Linked DNA regions of Mus musculus: region 1 is linked to region 2. The links are chromatin contacts, called in public HiChIP or PLAC-seq maps. All regions are on one chromosome and are shown on one strand. Each heading gives the region's core, a stretch centred on a gene start, on an enhancer-like site or on the middle of the called end of the contact. The rest is flanking DNA. Distances are from core to core; before and after follow the strand shown.

Region 1 (6,645 bases), core at 2,439-4,938, 130 kb before region 2:
ATCTGATTGGATGCATGGGACAATTTCAACATTTTTCTATCTATTGAGGCCTGTTTTGTGGCCAATTATATAGTCAATTTTGGAGAAGGTACCATGAGGTGCTGAGAAGAAGGTATATCCTTGTGTTTTAGGATAAAATGTTCTGTAGATATCTGTTAAATCCATTTGTTTTATAACTTCTGTTAGTTTCACTGTGTCCCTGTTTAGTTTATGTTTCCACGATCTGTCCATTGATGAAAGTGGTGTGTTGAAGTCTCCCACTATTATTGTGTGAGGTGCAATGTGTGCTTTGAGCTTTACTAAAGTTTCTTTAATGAATGTGGCTGCCCTTGCATTTGGAGCATAGATATTCAGAATTGAGAGTTCCTCTTGGAAGATTTTATCTTTGATGAGTGTGAAGTGCCCCTCCTTGTCCTTTTTAATAACTTTGGGTTGGAAGTCAATTTTATTCGATATTAGAATGGCTACCCCAGCTTGTTTCTTCAGACCATTTGCTTGGAAAATTGTTTTCCAGCCTTTCACTTTGAGGTAGTGTCTGTCTTTTTCCCTGAGATGGGTTCCTGTAAGCAGCAGAATGTTGGATCCTGTTTGTGTAGCCAGTCTGTTAGTCTATGTCTTTTTATTGGGGAATTGAGTCCATTGATATTAAGAGATATTAAGGAAAAGTAATTGTTGCTTCCTATTATTTTTGTTGTTAGAATTGGCATTCTGTTCTTGTGACTGTCTTCTTTTAGGTTTGTTGAAAGATTACTTTCTTGCTTTCTCTAGGGCGTAGTTTCCGTCCTTGTATTTTTTTTTCTGTTATTATCTATTGAAGGGCTGGATTCGTGGAAAGATATTGGGTGAATTTGGTTTTGTCATGGAATACTTTGGTTTCTCCATCTATGGTAATTGAAAGTTTGTCTGGGTATAGTAGCCTGGCCTGGCATTTGTGTTCTCTTAGTGTCTATATAACATCTGTCCAGGTTCTTCTGGCTTTCATAGTCTCTGGTGAAAAGTCTGGTGTAATTCTGATAGGCCTGCCTTTATATGCTACTTGACCTTTTTTCCTTACTGCTTTTAATATTCTATCTTTATTTAGTGCATTTGTTGTTCTGATTATTATGTGTCAGGAGGAATTTCTTTTCTGGTCCAGTCTATTTGGAGTTCTGTAGGCTTCTTGTATGTTCATGGGCATGTCTTTCTTTAGGTTTGGGAAGTTTTCTTCTATAATTTTGTTGAAGATATTTGCTGGCCCTTTAAGTTGAAAATCTTCATTCTCATCTACTCCTATTATCTGTAGGTTTGGTCTTCTCATTGTGTCCTAGATTTCCTGGATGTTTTGACTTAGGGTATTTTTGCATTTTGTATTTTCTTTGATTGTTGTGCCGGTGTTCTCTATGGAATCTTCTGCACCTGAGATTCTCTCTTCCATCTCTTGTATTCTGTTGCTGATGCTCACATCTATGGTTCCAGATTTCTTTCCTAGGGTTTCTATCTCCAGCGTTGCCTCACTTTGGGTTTTCTTTATTGTGTCTACTTCCCTTTTTAGGTCTTGTATGGTTTTGTTCAACTCCATCACCTGTTTGGTTGTATTTTCCTGTTTTTCTTTAAGGACTTCTACCTGTTTAGCAGTGTTCTCCTGTATTTCCTTAAGTGAGTTATTAAGTACTTCTTGATGTCCTCTACCATCATCAAAAGATATGCTTTTAAATCCGGGTCTAGCCGTGCGTGGTGGCACACACCTTTAATCCCAGCACTCAGGAGGCAGAGGCAGGTAGATTTCTGAGTTCGAGGCCAGGCTGGTCTACAAAGTGAGTTCCAGGACAGCCAAGGCTATACAGAGAAACCCTGTCTCGAAAAACCAAAAAAAAAAAAAAAAAAAAAAAAAAAAATCCGGGTCTAGCTTTTCAGGTGTGTTGAGATATCCAGGACTGGCTGAGGTGGGAGTGCTGGGTTCTGATGATGGTGAGTGGTCTTCGTTTCTGTTAGTAAGATTCTTATGTTTGCCTTTAGCCATCTGGTAATCTCTGGAGATAGTTGTTATAGCTGTCTCTGGTTAGAGCTTGGTCCTCTCTTGATTCTGTTAGCCTCTATCAGCAGACCTGGGAGACTAGCTCTCTCCTGAGTTTCAGTGGTCTGAGCACTCTCTGCAGACAAGCTCTCCTCTTGCAGGGAAGGTGCACAGATATCTGGACCTGCCTCCTGGCAGAAGATGAAGACCCGAAACAGGGCCTGTCCCAGAAGCTGTGTAGCTTCTGTAGTCGACACTCTCACCTACACAGTCTAGTCTCTGAGAGATCCCGGACCAGCGATGACTTCCCCAGGTGCTCCAGCAAAGCCCTCCCTGGTAGGGCGGACACCTCTCCTCTGCCAGGGTCAGTGCCCGGATGTCTGGAGCCCAAAACGGGGTCTGGCCCAGAAGCTGTGTGGCTTCTGCCTGTCCCAGAAGCTGTTAGCTTCTGTAGTCCACACTCTCACCTGCACAGACCAGTCTCTGAGGGATCCGGGAACCAAGATGGCTCCCCCAGGTGCTCTGGCCACTGCTCACTTCTTATTTGAACAAAACAGAAACTGTTCTCACATACATCCCACCTTGCAGTGTCTCCTTGGAGTCCATTCTTCCTGGACTGGACAGTTTAAGCCAGTGTAAGAGTCGTTTACCCATTAAAGCCTCTGGCTGTTGGTATACACAATGCTCAGAAAAATCAGGCAAACACTATTTTAACTTGTGACTTTTCATTTAGTTATGAAATCAGAACACCAGAAAATGCAATTCTCTATATTAATTAAAAACATTGAGCAGACATGCACCAATGCAGACATTATTTTTCCTAGGGTTATGTTTTATTTTTTGTATATTTAGTTCTTTTGGTTTGTTTGTTTGTTTGTTTGTTTGTTTGTTTGAAACAGGGTTTCTCTGTGAAGGCCTGGATGGCCCAAAACTCACTCTGTAGACCAGGCTGTCCTGGGACTTGGCGATCCTCCTGCCTCTGCCTCCCAAGTCTAGGATTAAAGGCCTGGGTCATCACCACCCAGCTATGTTTGTTCTTGTTGGAGTGTACTTTTATCTCTTGAATCTTATTTTTGTTTTTTGCATGTTTTTGTTTCGATATCATGTGTGCATTAATTCATTTTGATTGTATAAATGAATTGCTTTGCACCCCCCACAAACAAACAAACCACCAAACAAAACACGGAGTTCCTCCTAGACTATCCGAAAAACATCATTCAGTTCACCTTATTTGTTTTGTTTGGTTGCTGGGATTTTTATTTTGTTCCAATATTGTTATTTTGTTTTGGGTTTTGGTTTTGTTTGTTTGTTTGTTTGTTTGTTTGTTTTAAGACAAGGCTCACTGTGTACAAACTCAGAAATTCACCTGCTTCTGCCTCTGTGCTAGAATTAAAGGTGTGCACCTGGCTGTGTGTTTTCTGAAACAGGCTCTCCCTAGGTAACCCAGACTAGCCTGGAACTTACTGTGTAGCTTCCAGCAAACCTCTTGCTTCCATGTCATAAATTCTGGGATTACAAAACCATTACACTCAACTTTTAACTGACTAGAATTTCATACTCAGTGAAGTCAGTAAGAAAACAACACAAAAGACAGGGACACAAGATGACATTTGTGGTCACCACCTGCTAGAAAGCAAATAGACTTAGGTGGTTCTTCGCATCATTTTCATCATTGCCACTAGAGGGCGCTTCAAAGCTACGAATCGGTGTGAGGAGCACAAAAATCAATCAGTGGCCATTATTTACTGAACATTCATGTCATCTGGTGCCGTACTAAGACTCAAGGCTTTATGGCTGGTAAGAGGGCTCAGTGGATAAAAGGTACTTAACACCAAGCCTGCTGGCCCACATGGACCTGTCCCTGCCAGAGTCATTATGCCTCCATGTGCAATCCCATGTATCTTTCCCCACCAAATAAATGAATAAAAGTACATACATAGATGCATACATACATACACATATGCATATATACATGCATGCATACACGCATACACGTGTAATACATACATGCATACACACATACATGTGTAATACATGCATGCATACACACATACATGTGTACATGCATGCATGCATATATACATTCAGACAGACAGACAGTGATAAAGACATTAAACCGTGACTGTGTACTTGTGGCTAAAATCCAAGATGGCAGTAGAAACTATGATGAATGTAAGTGAAAGACAGAACTTTGTACCATGTTGGTTGCCCAAAAATGGAAATGTAAACACTAAAAATAGTTAACATGGTAAATTTTGTGTTGCATCTACTTCATAACTTAAGAGACAGACACAGAGAGAGGGGGTGGGGGTGGGGAGATGAGTGACATCTTTGGTGTCCCATTCCAGAAGGCTGAAGTGGGCAGAACTCCTCCGTGGGCAGCTGAAGCTCACAGGTATGGAGACACGAGACAGCAGGGCACAGGTCATCATTTCAAAGGTGATCTGAGCTTTTACTTTCTATATATATCTCTATATCTCTGTATCTATATCTATATGCATGCATTTGTGTAACACTTTTATTACATTTTATTATTATGTGTGTAGATATGCATGTTCTATGACACTCATGGGGAGGTCAAAGGACAGGTTGCTTATGTAGAGGTCGGAGGGGTTGGCTTTCTTCCACCATGGAGTTTTGGGATTGAATTCAGATAGTCAGGTTTGGCAGCAAGAATACCTTCACTGGCTGAGCCATCTCCCTTACTCCCTTTCATGGGAGGTCACCACTACTAATCCTTTAATCACAGTACTCAGGAGACAAGACAGGCAAATCTATGTGAGTTCAAGGCTAGCCTCATCTTCATAGTGAAGATGCTATATAGCCATAGTGAGCCATGGCTATATAGTAAATCCCCCCATCTCAAAAAATTATAATCTCTCTGTCTGTCTGTCTGTCTGTCTGTCTGTCTGTCTGTCTGTCTCTGTCTCTCTCTGATGTGTGTATGTGTGTGCATGTGTGTGTGTGTGTGTGTGTGTGTGTGTGTGTGTGTGTGTGTGTGCATGTGTGCGTGTATACATATGCATCACAGCCTACATGTGGAAGTCACCTTCAGGAATTAGCCCAGCTCTGTCCCTCCACCAGACAGGTCCCAGCTTGTCAGGTTGATGGCAGTATATTTACCCACTAAGCAATCTCACTGGCCACTACAAGCCTTAGCCTATTACTCTGACCTAGGTTCTTAGCCTGTGGGAAATGTGGCAGCCTCCTTTCCATAACTTATCATCTTTGCACGCATACACTGAACATTTTCTGAGCTCCCCACTCTGTTCCAGGTACTTTGTAAGTCACTGTGGTCCAGCAGTGACGTAGACAGACACTTACAAAATACCTCTTGTTCAGCCTGGAGCGAGTATGAAAGTCCTAACAATTTTTTTTTTTTAATTTCACATTACCTAATCTTCAGTCATTCACCAGGAGGTCACTGGGAATGGCTGTCTGGAGAAGGCAAGGGGAAGAATAACTTCAGAAGCACAGAGTCCTAAGGTTGCCTTGACAACAAGATCAGAGAAAACAGTTAAGTCCAGTGGTGCCAGGGCCAGCTCTGAATCTCAGCTAATCTTCCACTCGGAGTCACCTTTGACTCTCACGGAACTTCAGTGAACCTTTGAAATCCAAAGAAGGAGGCCCACGCACTGAGAACTCAGCCTACAGCTCCCCTGGCTTTGTTCCAATTCTGCAGGAGCGCGGAAAGGCTCCCTCGAAAACCGCTGGAGACTGCAGAAGCTGTATGGGGTCAGGAGCCAGAGTTTGGTTTAAGAACCCAACAAAAAGCCAAAAAGTAGCTATGTGACTCTGGATTCTACAAGTGGGGTTCAACCTCAGTTTCCCCATTTGTAAAGTGGAAATAGAGTAGTACTTCAGAGGGTGTTATAAGGATGTAAATCGCAATACCTGGAGGGCAATAGCACAGTCAGTGATCACTTGAAAACGTAAGCTGAAGCCGGGCGTGGTGGTGCACGCCTTTAATCCCAGCACTCGGGAGGCAGAGGCAGGCGGATTTCTGAGTTCGATGCCAGCCTGGTCTACAAAGTGAGCTCCAGGACAGCCAGGGCTATACAGAGAAACCCTGTCTCAAAAAAACCAAAAAAAAAAAAAAGAAAGAAAACGTAAGCTGAAGGGGTGGGGGGAGGTTGGCGGTGGGGAGTGGGGGTGGGGGGGAGCACCCTTTCAGAGACAAAGGGGAGGGGGGAGAGGTGAAGGACTCTGGGAACGGGGACTGGGAAGGAGCCAACATTTGGAATGTAAATAAATAAAATAATCAAAAAAGAAAGGAGGGAGGGAGGGAGGGAGGGAGGGAGGGAGAGAGAGAGAGAGAGAGAGAGAGAGAGAGAGAGAGAGAGAGAGAGAGAACATAAGCTGAGCTGGAGCCCAGAGACCACCCAACTCCTTCATTCTTCAGCTGAGAGAGCAAAGACCCAGCAGCCAGGCAAGACTAAAGAGGCAGTGAGCGGTAGTTTTAGACAGACCAGTTTTAAATCTTGGCTCTACCCTTTGACTTCAGGAATTTTATCTAATCTACGAAATGTAGCAAGATTGTTGCCAGGCGTAAAGGAGAAATGTTACATTGGTCCTGGCACCTGGCACCGATGCCTGCTACGGAAGACTTGACCTTAAATGTTTCTTTGCTTCATTCTTTCTGGTTTCGTTTT
Region 2 (6,614 bases), core at 600-3,099:
TTGCGGTTTGCGGCCAGCCTGGGAGACCCAGACTTGGGCTAGTGAAGAACTGTGGATATGAACTGCAGGATTGCTGTAAGGAACAGCTGACACCCTGAACTCTGCACGGAGAACGCTGTAGTGAGAGAACTGTCGGGGAGAGAGGAACATGGTACCAAAGTAGGAATGGGTGAGGCTCTGTGTGCCCACAGGACATGTCCTTTCATGGGTTGTGGGTCAGGTTCAGCCACAGTGTGATTGCTCAGCTGATGTGTGTATGCTAAAGGGCAGGGTCCATGCATTAGGAGTGGCTGGGCTGGGCTGGTGTGGTGTGCTGTGTTTCCCGTGGGGATGGCGGTGATTCATTACCCTTCCCAGCCCGCTCAGCTTCTATCAGGGTTCAACTTGTAGTAAACAAGTCAGAAAATGCCATCTGGGTGAGAAAGAGACGGGGGGGGGGGGGGGGGCGGGGAGCTTCCGAGGTGACCCTCAGTGTCCTGTCAGCCCCAAATCTTCCTGGAAACTACACACTGGATCCACAGAGCTCAGAATCTCTCTCACCAATGGCAGAAAACCCTTCTTCACCCAATTTCCGATCTTTTTTTTTTTTTCTGGAATGTTCTAGAAACTCTACTCTCCTGGGATGATTCTGAGATATAACCACTCCAGCTTGCGCTGGGGGTGGGAGTGGGGGTGGGTGTTCTGCTGCCCAGAGGATATCTGTTGGGGTGCTTCTGGGAGGTGTGCATCAATAAATCAACCTGTGCATGCTATTAATCAACAGTTTCCCTGAAGTCTGGCCAGCGAAATTCAGGCTTGTTGTCTAAGTGAGTAGGTCTGACGTTCTCGGAGCAGAGAACACAGGAGACACAGTTCAGCCCGCAAGATGAATAAAACCACAATCACAACAAGAGCACAACTAGAGGAACGATTAATTGTCAGATTGTGAGAGTCTCCCTTGGTTCACCAGGGCTTTCAAAAGGACAGGTAAGACTAGCCAGTTTGCCCCAAAAATAGGCCAAACGAGACTGGAAGGGCTTGAGCACTAGAAGTTCAAGGCTCTGACCCTGGGAGGCTGAGGCTAAGATGGTTCTAGGACTGGTTCCCTCTGAGGCTGTGAGCAAGACTGTTTAACTCCTGTCTCGCTTCTGCTGGCGACTAGCATTTGTTTGTGTCTGCTAGTCTCTACCGTTGAAACAACCACATCTGCACAGACCCCGTTCCAAGCAAGGTTGCATTCTGAGGTACGGAGGTCTAGGAGTTCAATCCATGAATTATGGATGGCGACACATAATTTAACCCATAGCATAACCAGAAGCGGGTTCCACATATGGATCACGCACAGGATCTTCTTTTGCCAGTCCACACAGATCGCCAACGAGTCTTCCCGAAAACGACTTGCACTCCCCCGGCCCCGCCCTTCGAGGTGGTAGCCGGCCTCACCTTATCTTACTTGCAACTCAGGTGTGACTGGCCCCACCCTGGGTAAGAGGTTACTGTGAGCAACCAACACTGGGAGATCATGGAGGAATGGGGCCAAGAAGGGACCTCAGGATAAAAATAGCTCCAGCAGTAGGGGTAGGTGGCGTGTGACCAGATGACCTTTGCCCTTTGAGACTTTGAAAGTCACCAGGTTGGGATGACTCAGCTCTCCGCTCATCACCTTGGGGAAGAGTGACCGTACATGGGGGGGGCGGGTCACTTCTCTTTTCCTTCCTCCCCTGGCAGCTCTTCTGGAGCTTCCAGAAGCCTGAAGAGGATCCCATGACGACACTGATGTAATCCTGTGTGCCCTGTAAAAGGGGGGTGGTGGATCAGAACTGAACTGTCTTTCAAAGCAGGTGGGTGACTCAGCAAAACCACCCAATTTATTCGCACGTCATTTGCACAATAAGAGAAGGAGCTTGCCCTTCCCGCCTTAACCTAGTGAGGCTCAAGCTGAGGGGATAATTTGGCCTTGGTGTCCAGGAAGGTTTCTGTGCACTGAGCCCCATTAGCTCTGTAGTTTGCCCTTACTTACGGCACAAACATTAAGGATATTTGGGAAGAGACCCTTGATAGCCCTGAATGTGGTTCCGAAGTGCCTGTCAGGGGTCATCTAGGAAAGGCTGAGGCTAGCAGGTAACCTTCCTGGAGGTGGCCCACTGTCTTTGCATAGCTTATGATAGGTGAACTCGGGCAGGCAAGGTCCCAAGGGACTTCATTCCAGGATTGCTTCTTGCAGCTGATATGTCTTTCCTGTCACTGTTACATTCCCTACGGACTCCTGGGCATTAGCCCACCCTATTGAGCAAATTCCACCCGGTCTATGTGTCTGTGTGAGGGACTTCTTTCCTTTCCTTTTTGTCCTCTCTGGTTCAAAAAGCTTTAAGAAGCTCTGAGCCTCTCATGGGGCCAGAGGAACCCCGGGCTGACTTAATTCTCCATTGCTAACCACATGTGTTAATTCGCCAGAAATTAGTGGTTATTTAAGCACAAAATAATAAAAGAGCCAAAGAGTTAAGTTTATAGCACTTATTGAAGCACAGGACAGTAATAAAGAGTTGAGTTCCAGCACTTGCTTAAGCACAAAGAGCTAAGTTTCCCCCAGCGCTTATTTAAGCACGGATTTGAAGAGACGCCAATGGTTTTCAGCCACAAAATAAGCAAGAGAGTGTTAAGTTTACAGAAGCCATCAGCTTCTTGCCCCAAGTACAGTTAGCCAGGATTACAAAGCCAGGGCATCAGTCTTTGGCCTTCGTCCAATGACGCTGTGTTCCACCTCAGCTCTGAACTCCAAAAGGCTGGAGGAGGCCCCCAGCAAGCGCCAGCACCGAGATGTAGAAACATCCCAATTCTCGGTGGTGGTGGTGAGATGTCTCCGTGGGAAGAGGCGCTTGCTGTCAAGTTCCATGCCCTCAGAACCCATGAGGTAGAAGGACAGAACTCTGAGAAAAGCTGCTCTCTCTCTCTCTCTCTCTCTCTCTCTCTCTCTCTCTCTCTCTCACACACACACACACACACACACACACACCTACCTCCAACAAATAAATGAATAAATGGTTAAAAATTTGCTGGCTCTTGGGCCTTGTCCCAGAACTATTAAGCCAGAATATGCATTTTAACAAGAACCCCAAGAGACTTGTGCACTTATTAAAATTCTAAGAGCACTTACTTCCGGGGCCTCGCTCTCACTGTTCTGGGTCCACGCCAGTCCTTTGGTGAGAACGACCTCACTCACTCGGGGAGAGCTGTGTGCCTCCCCTACTCTAGCCCCAGATCCAGCACTGGGACTGCTCAGCTCTAAACATGGCCCCCCGGGTGGCCCTGGAACTCAGTTCCAGAGCTTAGGACCAAAGCTCTTCCACCATACTCTTCTTCAGCTTTGGATGGAAGCCCAGAGCTGGGAGCCATGGGTACCACTACAGTAAATCTAGGAAGAGCTCTCACAGAGAAGAGGGGATCTCTCTGGGACATCTGGGACATGCAGCAGACAGAGAGCGCTCCCCCTGCTCACATCTTCTGAGCTTCAGCTTTGTCTTCCCCTCCACCCGACCCCCAGACTGACCCTGGGCTGCTCCATCCTTGTAAGGCCTGAAGAACAGATCTCATGTGGTGAGCACCCGAATGAGGTAGATAGAGGTGATGTCAGACCAGGCACATGATGCCTAAAGCCCACACCGGAGCCCTAAGGTGGGGCAGCCAGCAGTGGCCAGTCTTTCAGGGGCGGTGGAGCCGCTCATACTTCCCTTCAGAGCAGGTATGGGGACTGTTTTCTGGAACCCAAGCTCTAACCATCTTGGCTTTTCTGCCCACCCCTCAGGCTTTGGACTGAGCGCTCTGGACCCATTAATGCAAGGTCTGACTCTTCCAGACTGAGAGACTGCTGAAGGAAGAAGCAGTGACCCACGGCTGAGTACAGTGGCCAGGGTTCCAGGGTACACATCTGTCAATTCACCCCTCTGGAGGCATGGGCTGCTGGTACGATGTGTGTTCCATGAACACAGCTGGGGCCCAAATGAGTTCCCTAGAGAGTAACCTACGTCTGGGGTTTATCAGAACAAAAGAGGGTCAGATTCTGTGAATCCCACCAGCAGGGATGGTGGGCAAGCAGTGGATGCTACCAGGGAGGGTCAGAGCATCTCCTTACACAAGGATTGGGCCTGAAGTCCCGGGAGGGAGGGACCAGGAGGCTGACATGAGTGTGAATATGGCTGTGTGCACAGGGCTCTTCTCTGTGTGTCTGCAGGAAGTGAGTTCCGTGAGAAACTGTTTGGTATAATCCGTGAATACTGAGAGAACTGTAGGCTGTCTGTGGGGAAGAGGGAGCAGGTGTTGCCCTCTCGCCTGTGAATCACTAGGTGAGTGCAGTATGGATGGTTTGAGCCCTCCAGTCCCAGACAGCATCTTTCAGCACAGATGTACCTACATACGAGACCCTCATCTCAGAGTCTCTGGGAACTTCTCAGTACTCTTGTCAAAAATCTGGGGAATGTTTACATAATGGCCTCACGTGCTTCAGAGCCTCTGTCAAGCCTGGGAGAAGTGAGGAAGGGAGAAGGTACTGGGAGGAAGTGGGTAACAAGGGGGCTCCCTATCGGAGGGCTCATGCTGCCGGCAGATGAGCCAGGGCTGTATGTCTTCTCGGCCTAGGGAGGTGAAAGAGTTCATACAGCCAACCAGGAAGCAGTCACTCTGACAAGCCAAGCGAAGAGATGTTTGGCCACCTGCATCTGACTTCTAGATCGGCTTCTGTTCTTGGGACCAGCAATGCTTGAATGAAAAGCTCTGCTGATGTAAGTGGGTGGCAGCTTGCCTCAGATCTTCCCATGTTCCATCCCCACCTTGCTTCATCCCTCAGCCAGGGACAGACCCCTGCCAAGAACAGGAGGATGAGTCTCACCTGGGGGGAGGGGGGGATGGTCAACACCTGGACAAGAAATGCTACTGAGCCTGGTGAGGATTCCAGCCCCACCCCTTAACTCACAGGGCCCACCTTACAAATTGGGCTGCCTGAATGTCACCACTGCTGTGTTTCTGGGCAAAGCCTTTTTTCCCTCTCAAGTTCCACTGAGGGAAACTGTGAGGAAATAAATTTTCTCTCAACACCCTGTAGGCAGACTCGGGCTTGCTTTCCAATGGTTCATAAGTTAATAACATTTATTATTTGCCGCCTTTGTGCCAAGCGCCATTAAACAGATCTTTAAGGAGTGAGGATGCTACTGTCTCCTTGGCTTAGAAGAGAAGGCAGGAGATTCTGCCAGGCTCACAGATAATCCGAAAAACCCCTGTCCTGAAGCTGGTACCTCAGCAGCTCCCTACCAGAGCCCTGGCATAGACTGCTCACCTCTTGGGAAACAGCAACTAGTAAGATTCAGGGAGACTCTATTTTCTAGGTGCTGGACCACAGGGTGGGTGTGTTTAGGAGACTGGAGCCCCGGAGCACATGGCAAGCTCTCTGAGATAGCATAGCCAGGATGCTGGGGAAAGCTAGCTGCAGTGGGAAGTCATGGAAGAGAGAGTAGAAGCTGAGTTTGTCCTGCAGAGAGTCAGGAGAGACGCCAAAGGGAAAGCAAGACGAGCAAGACCCATGGCTGGCAGGCAAGTGAGCACCTAGCAGCAGCTGGTTACAGACAGAAATAAGCCAGGCTGCTGTTCTCCCTGGGTCTGTCAAACTTCAAGGGTCTCTGAGTTCTGACCACCTGTGGAATTTCTGGGATGAGGGACCGCTCTCTGATTTGCTCCCTCGTCTAAAGTTTTGTCCCTCATTTTTCCTCCTTATTTTGTCCCAGTGCCTGCTGCAGAGAAGCCTGGACCCACAGGGCACCGGGCATGAAGGAAAGCAAGCGGTTCCGTGTTGAAGGCAAGGGTCTCTGTCCTGCAGCAGGTATGCAGAAAGTCGCCTCCGTGGTGGAAGGGTCTGAGTGGTATAGACCCCATAGCACAGCCTCCTTCGCCTCACACTCTCCGTGATCTCCCCAGTCTCCTCTGAACAGCCATAAAGCTAGTCATTAAAATGTGCCTCAAGGTCGGCAATCAATCTCAAGGGGGTTTTAGTTTATTGTCTGGAGGAGGAAGCCTTCCACTGCCTCTCTTGTCACTGAAGAGGCATCACATAAAGGACCCTTTAATCTCACCCAGACATCTCATGGGGCACCATGGCGAGTAAGTCCCCTCCCTGGCAAACACACGGGCTCGTTAACAGGGACCTTTACCACCAGTGACACAATGGAACTTTCTTTATAAGGGTTGAAAGGGCACAGGAGTTGCAAAATGTCTTAAGGGCCATGAATTGTAGACTCCTTCCTGCCCCTCTGCCTGGGGTCAAATGTGGGGACACTCATGCATCGGTGCTATGCCTCCTATCCACTGTGCACCTTGCTCATAGGTATGTGGCCCTGTCAGATTTCTCTGTCCAGGACCATGTCTCTGTCTTGCCTGATATCCCCACTGGTGTGTCTCTCACAGTGCGGTGTAGTATGAGGACACTCAGTGTGAAGAATGTAAGCCACAGGGAGCCAGCTAAGGAACATAGAATCCTTGAGTTCACTCTGACTCAACACTGGGGTTTTGGGCCTTGTAGGATACTTAGCAGTATCCCTGATCTCCACCAGTGTGATACCAACAGCAGCCTGCCAACCTGCTGGACAACCAAA

The links. HiChIP or PLAC-seq counts read pairs in DNA pulled down with a chosen protein or histone mark.
Region 1: an H3K4me3 HiChIP or PLAC-seq map of intestinal villus epithelium shows a contact between it and region 2, with 6 read pairs. The contact joins two enhancer-like sites. A contact is called at or near these places in 3 of 484 Hi-C or Micro-C datasets (the 4T1 cell line, the HL-1 cell line and bone marrow-derived macrophages), 13 of 115 datasets of contacts at active chromatin or transcription factors (CD8 T cells, embryonic basal ganglia, embryonic stem cells and 7 more) and 2 of 9 other capture datasets (adipose tissue and liver).

What each region holds. Positions count from the first base shown.
Region 1 is chr19:53,576,149-53,582,793 of GRCm38.p6, reverse strand. No RefSeq gene overlaps it. Among named protein-coding and RNA genes, the nearest start is that of Smc3, 21 kb to the left of the region's middle. Within about 2 kb of position 3,688, at least 9 of the 459 cell types and tissues checked have an H3K27ac peak or open chromatin away from gene starts, as enhancers often do. A contact at or near this core is called in bone marrow-derived macrophages and intestinal villus epithelium, where this site is marked.
Region 2 is chr19:53,444,481-53,451,094 of GRCm38.p6, reverse strand. Mirt1 (myocardial infarction associated transcript 1) reads left to right here. Exons shown (of 10, transcript NR_028427.1): 5 at 1-1,820; 6 at 3,782-3,939; 7 at 4,208-4,319; 8 at 4,612-4,754; 9 at 5,751-5,845. Among named protein-coding and RNA genes, the nearest start is that of 4833407H14Rik, 13 kb to the left of the region's middle. Within about 2 kb of position 1,849, at least 61 of the 459 cell types and tissues checked have an H3K27ac peak or open chromatin away from gene starts, as enhancers often do. A contact at or near this core is called in bone marrow-derived macrophages and intestinal villus epithelium, where this site is marked.